Regions from separate parts of the Sus scrofa genome. Here region 2 is linked to region 1. Evidence: chromatin contacts called from public HiChIP or PLAC-seq data. All regions are on one chromosome and are shown on one strand. The core of a region is the stretch at or near the end of the contact, and the rest is flanking DNA. Distances in the headings are between cores, read along the strand shown.

Evidence for each region. HiChIP or PLAC-seq counts read pairs in DNA pulled down with a chosen protein or histone mark.
Region 2: an H3K27ac HiChIP or PLAC-seq map of alveolar macrophages shows a contact between it and region 1. The contact joins two enhancer-like sites. A contact is called at or near these places in 3 of 47 Hi-C or Micro-C datasets (liver, psoas muscle and retroperitoneal adipose tissue) and 1 of 2 datasets of contacts at active chromatin or transcription factors (alveolar macrophages).

What each region holds. Positions count from the first base shown.
Region 1 is chr11:50,078,496-50,081,634 of Sscrofa11.1, reverse strand. EDNRB (endothelin receptor type B) reads left to right here. Exons shown (of 7, transcript NM_001038002.1): 4 at 1,402-1,551; 5 at 1,952-2,085; 6 at 2,919-3,027. Among named protein-coding and RNA genes, the nearest start is that of EDNRB, 22 kb to the left of the region's middle. Within about 2 kb of position 1,749, at least 1 of the 83 cell types and tissues checked has an H3K27ac peak or open chromatin away from gene starts, as enhancers often do. A contact at or near this core is called in alveolar macrophages, where this site is marked.
Region 2 is chr11:50,235,481-50,238,820 of Sscrofa11.1, reverse strand. The region is part of intron 2 of LOC110255833 (a long non-coding RNA gene); the gene reads right to left. Among named protein-coding and RNA genes, the nearest start is that of EDNRB, 140 kb to the right of the region's middle. Within about 2 kb of position 1,795, at least 7 of the 83 cell types and tissues checked have an H3K27ac peak or open chromatin away from gene starts, as enhancers often do. A contact at or near this core is called in alveolar macrophages, where this site is marked.

The DNA of each region.
Region 1 (3,139 bases), core at 500-2,999:
AAGGAAAAGGATGGCAATGCTGGTCATCAAAAGAAGAGATCCTAAGTGTAAAAGATGCTTCCCAGGAGTTCCCTTTGTAGCTCAGCAGTTAATGTACCTGACTAGGGTCCACGAGGATGTGGTTCCATCCCTGGCTTTGCTCAGTGGGTTAGAGACCTGGCATTGTCATAAGCTGTGGTGTAGTTTTCAGACGTGGCTCAGGTGCCACATTACTGTGGTGTAGGCTGGCAGCTGTAGCTCGGATGCAACCCCTAGCCTGGGAACCTCCATATGCCATGGGTGCGGCCCTAAAAAGAAAAAAAAAAAAAGGATGCTTCCCAGCAGAATGGGTTAAGAGGAGTTAATGTAAGGGTAAGCTAGTCCAAGTGTCACCAATGATATTTCTAGTTTACATATAAGGAGACTACATAAGACTTATGAATATATGTATAGATCATAGTAATTAAAAGAATAAAGAGGGGCATGAATGTGAAATTGAGAATGAGGTTGCTGTTTTCTTGTTTCTATTTAGTTAAAAGAGAAAAGTGTTGCACAGATTACATAAACTCTGCTCCAACACAGACGTATCTGGAACAAGAATTTAAAGTAAAAAAAAAAAGAACAGAAAAAGAAAAAGAGAAAAGGCATGTCATAAGCAGCTTGGGTTTTTAATTAATAGGTTATATATATACTTTACTGAGCTAAATGATTACTACAGAATCTTCATACCTGTTTTCCCATGAAATAAACTTGTTAAAAAGTGAAAACCTGGAGTTCCCATTGTGACTCAGTGGGTTACGAACCCAACTAGTATCCATGAGGATGTGGGTTCAATCCCTGACCTTGCTCAGTGGGTTAAGGACTCAGCGCTGCTGTGAGCTGTGGTGTAGGTCAAGGATTCCCCTCGGATCCCACGTTGCTGTGGCTGTGGTGTAGGCCAGCAGCTGCGGCTCTGATTCCACCCCTAGGATGGGAACCTCCATATGCCAAGGGTATGGCCCTGAAAAGCAAAAAGCAAAAAAAATAAATAAATAAATGAAAAGTGAGAACCTCCCTTAAACACTAGGATATCTTTACACATTTGGATGTGGTCTTTCACACAAATAATCCCTCAAGGCTAACTTGGTTACGTGAAGACAAAAATATTTAAATTACCAATTATTTTAAATTTTGCCTAATTGCTTACATTTTTATGTGTCATGATAGCACACTGCCTTAGAGAATTGAAATGCTTTTCAGGAAAAGTTTACTGCGTTTAAGTTATTTATTTATTCAGTAGAAATGGCCTGAAAGATTCTACATAGTATTTATAAAATTGATCCACTTTAGGAGATAATTATGAATAAGTTTTTAGTTTAACCTTTAGTGTATAAAATTTTCTGACGGAGGAATATTAATGATAATGTTCTCTCTTCCTCATAGTTTTACAAGACAGCTAAAGATTGGTGGCTATTCAGTTTCTATTTCTGCTTGCCACTAGCCATCACTGCATTTTTTTATACCCTGATGACCTGTGAAATGCTGAGAAAGAAGAGTGGCATGCAAATTGCTTTAAATGATCACTTAAAGCAGGTAAGGAAATAGAAGTATTTGCTGACTCATTATTACAATCCTGATTATGAATATGAAAATTACTATGATGATCATAAATTAAAATTAGCATACACCAGAACATACTTCCTTTTTCTTGTTCTGGTATTGTGATATACAAACCCTGTTTTCTACATCATCTAACTGGAGATGTTCTGTATAATCTAAAAGGAAACAAAAAGAGAAACTACTTTTCAAAGATGAACCTTGAATCATTTTTGTTCTAAGTCAGATTGACTATGCAATTTAAAACCCAGTGTCCTGAATTTTTTCAAATGCCACTGACATTGTAAAAAAATATTAAACATTTTATTTGGAAAGAGACAACCATGTGATTATAATGACCCACCTATTCAAGTGTCTGACTATGGTTTTATTTCAGAGACGGGAAGTGGCCAAAACCGTATTTTGCCTGGTCCTTGTCTTTGCCCTGTGTTGGCTTCCCCTTCATCTCAGCAGGATTTTGAAGCTCACTCTGTATGATCAAAATGATTCGAATAGATGTGAACTTTTGAGGTAAGAAAGGTAAAATAGAAATAGTTGTTAAATAAATGCCATTCAGAAGTTTTTTCATTGACTTCTTTCACTAGCAGGAAGAGAGGGTACCATTTTTCTCATCCTTAGGGAGCAATTAAGATGCTCATTTTTACCTGTACTCCTATTTTTGAGGGAGAAATAAAGGGGACTTATGAGAACACTGGGAATGGAGAGCCAGCGTTGTCCAAATGATGAGTGAGCAGCATGTTTGAAAATAGCAGGTCTCCTTTGCCCTTGGTAAATCCTTTCTTTTCAGCCAGCCTCAGCATTTCCAAAAGAGATTTTATTTTAAAAAGGGAAAACTGGGCATGGGGGCATAAATGGGGGTGGGGCGATGACAGGAACAGAGAATAAGAGAGACAAAAAGACAGACAAAAAGATAATGGCTGGCTCATTATCAGCAAACACTAGTGATAAAGCCGACACCATTATATAGGAGTAATTTTTTTTCTTCACAAAAGTCTGCAAAAAATACATGCTTAGAGCAGTATTTTTTTTATTGTCTTTTTTTTTTTTTTTGCCTTTTCTGGGCCTGCTCCCATGGCATATGGAGGTTTCCAAGGTAGGCATAGAATCGGAGATGTAGCTGCCGGCCTATATGCCAGAGCCACAGCAACGCCAGATCTGAACCCCGTCTGTGACCTACACCACAGATCACAGCAACGCTGGATCCTTAACCCCCTGAGCGAGGCCAGGGATCAAACCCACAACCTCATGGTTCCTAGTCAGATTCATTAACCACTGAGCCACGATGTGAACTCCCATAGCAGTATTTTTTTTTAATAAGCATGTCTTGTATTATTTTTTTGTAGCTTTTTGTTGGTATTGGATTACATTGGCATCAACATGGCGTCCCTGAATTCCTGTATTAATCCAATAGCTCTGTATTTGGTGAGCAAAAGATTCAAAAACTGCTTTAAGGTAAGAGCATATTCAAAAATAAAAGCCCTTTTTAATCTGACATCAAATATAACCTCTCCAAACTATTAGCATTTCTGTCTAGAGAGATCTAGTAAACTTTTTTATAGTTGTC
Region 2 (3,340 bases), core at 546-3,045, 160 kb before region 1:
GTGCAACATCCCTTTAGTGAATAACTTGCAAACAAAAGCAACAGAATACAGGAGTTCCCATAGTGGCTCAGCAGTTAATGAACCCAACTAGTATTCACAAGGATGGGGGCTTGATCCCTGGCCTCGCTCAGTGGGTTAAGGATCGGACATTGCCATGAGCTGTTGTGTAGGTTGCAGACACGGCTCAGATCCTGTGTTGCTGTGGCTGTGGTGTAGGCCGGAGGCTGCAGCTCCAATTCGACCCCTAGCCTGGGAACCTCCATATGCCTTGGGTACAGCCCCAAAAGAACGACAAAAAAAAAAAAAAAAAAAAAAAGCATTCCAAAATTGACACTCAATTAGTGAGGAAAGGGAAAATAATGTGTATACAAGGACCTCTCAGGTGCTGCCAGCCTCTTAGGCTGTCTTTTAGTGTCAGAGAGCCCACTCTGTCTGCCTTGGTTTTCTGAGGAAATCCTTCCATTATGAACTGCCCCAATGCACTCTAGCCCTATCAGAAGTTGGGAGGCCTTGTAAAAATTTCGTATGTTCCTAACATAATCAATACTGGGGTTGCAATTATACTGCGACTTGCCATCTGTTAGAACCTTTATATTTCTATCTTGAATTCCTTTAGTAATTACACAGTAGCATCCATTTAGAAATTGATTCCTCCCTTTCGATGTACTTACACCAAAAGCAGTAACAATTCAGCCCTCTGTATCTGAGGGTTCCACATCCATGGACTGAACCAACTGCAGGCAGGGAAAAATTAAAAAAAAAAAAAAATTCCAGAAAGTTCCAAAAAGAAAAATTTGAATTTTCCACATGCTGACAACTATTTACATAGCATTTACATTGCATTAGTTATTATAAGTAATCTAGAGATGATTTAAAGTATGTGGCAGAAATTTAACAACACTTGACACCTAGAAAACTCTTAGAATGTTTGTTTTTGGGGTTGACTTTTTTAGTTTTTGATGTACTTTTTTAAATGAAAAGGAGTATTCCTTTTCTTTTTTCTGCCCTAATAAAATTTTTTTGCCTTTTTTTTTTTTTTTTTTTTTTTTTTTTTTTTTCCCAGGGTTGCTGCTAGGGCATATGGAGATTCCCAGCCTAGGCAACAGCCACAGCAACATTCAGGATCCAAGCCGAGACCACTACCCACATACACCACAGCTCACAGCAACACGGGATCCTTAACCCACTGAGCAAGGCCAGGGATGGAACTCGCGTCCTCATGGACACTAGTCAGGTTTGTTAATCACTGGGTCACAATGGGAACACCCCTAATAAAAATTTAAATTAAATTTCAAAAATTAAGTTTATGGGAGAATATTTGTAGGTTATATGCAAATATGCCATTTTATAAAAGGGATGTCAGCATCCGGGGATTTGGGTATAGGGGGACTGCGGAGGGCCCTGGAATCAACCTCCCCATCCCCTCATACCAATGGACCACTATATTAAGTAGTACTAAAGCTGGAAATATGGGGAAATTCCTACTGTCGTGAAAAGCATCCTGGCCTCTACTTAAGCCTGAGGACATCTTACCTCCCAGGAAGGCCTGCCTTGCTCCCAACTCTTCCTGCTCTACCCTTTTGGAAGCACAATGCCTAGTGTTTATTTTCCCACCCTTAAAGCCTAGGAGCCATCTCAGAAATATTAAGGAGATAAGAGTACCTATAAAAGCTCTTAAGATACTCTTAAATTTAGACCAAACAATGGACTATTTACTTGCCTTATCTGAGGATGGGTGTTCCCTTTCGTTTTCATTAGAGAGAAGCCTGGGGCAGAGGAAGTTTACACAAGGGACTCTGGACTTCCCAAATCTCCTAGGAAGTGGCCAGACATCCAGGGCACAAGCACCTCTGACCTCTGCCAGTCCAGCCAGATTCTAAACACCACATACTGTTTCAAATAAAACCCTCCCTCTTCTAACTGAAATTACAAATTTCGTGATAACTAAAACAAGACAAATATAGATGGATCAGGCAGCTGCAATAAGAAACCACTGCATCCTTCAGGTGTAGAAATAAATAAAGACCATCGAAACAGAATATGCTGAACTTGACAGAGCAAGGGAGTCAGCCACCATCACTAGCATTTGGCAGAGACTTAGAAGCAGGCAGGGGAGAGGGGAAGTTTTCTGATAAAAAAAAAAAGGAAGGTTTCAGGTATACTCTGTAGGTTTTTGAAATGGGGAAGCTGGATGTGGGCTAACTAGAAGCAGGACATCCTAAGTGATTGGTTTGGGGAGCATATTTGGCTTTATCTGGTTGATTTTATGGTGGAAGAAGTGACAAAAATTGAGGACATGACCTTTAACTGAACAAGTCCTGGTTGTTTGGGACTAATTGCTACAGACCTTGTGGTTTGGTTTCCTGAGCTGACTATGGTACAGACTGTGAGTCAGAGCTCTATTCTATATTTGGCCTGGCCATTGTCTGTACATTTAATCTCTTACAGAAACTTTTGTTTTTCATTTTTAAATCATTTATAAATAAAACGAGGTACATATATACAACGGAATATTACTCAGCCATAAAAAAGAAATAAAATACTGCCATTTGCAGGAACATGGATGGACCTAGAAATTATCATACTAAGTCAAATAAGTCAGACAGAAAAAGACAAATATCATATGAGCTCACTAATATGTAGAGTCAAATAAAAAATGATACAAAAGAACTTACAAAACAGACACCCAAAGATTTTGAAGCCAAAATTTTACGGTTACAAAAAAAGACACTTGGGGGGCACTTGGGGATTGGGATTGACACGTACACGCTACTATGTATAAAAGATATATAACAGGATCTACTGTACAGCACAGGGTAATCTACTCAATACTGTGTAATAACCTATATGGGAAAAGAATTTGAAAAGGAAAGGGATGTGTGTGTGTGTGTGTGTGTGTAACTGATTTACTTTGTTGTACACCTGAAACTCACACAACTTTGTAAGTCAACTATACTCCAAAAAAATTATAAATAAACTAAAATAAAATGTTGAAATTCCCATACTGTTATTTTTTCTCTTCTTCACTATCTACAGTGTGTAGACACAAACCCATTGAACATTCGATCAGTGAGTGGTGAATTAATTTCTATCGCTGTTTGTCCAGTAAAGTTACTCCATCATGACCATCCAAGGCTTAGAAGACAGGCTACTTTTTTCTCTCCTTCTTTGACTTCCACCAGTTCAAGTACAAACAATCATTTTAGATTTCCTGGTATGCAATATTGCGAGGGCAGTGACTTGTAATGTCACACATACTGGGGTAAAATTAAGTAGGGAGGAACCCAAAATACGGTAACACTAGAAAATGCTGCCAAAGTGAAGACTGCATTACTCAGTT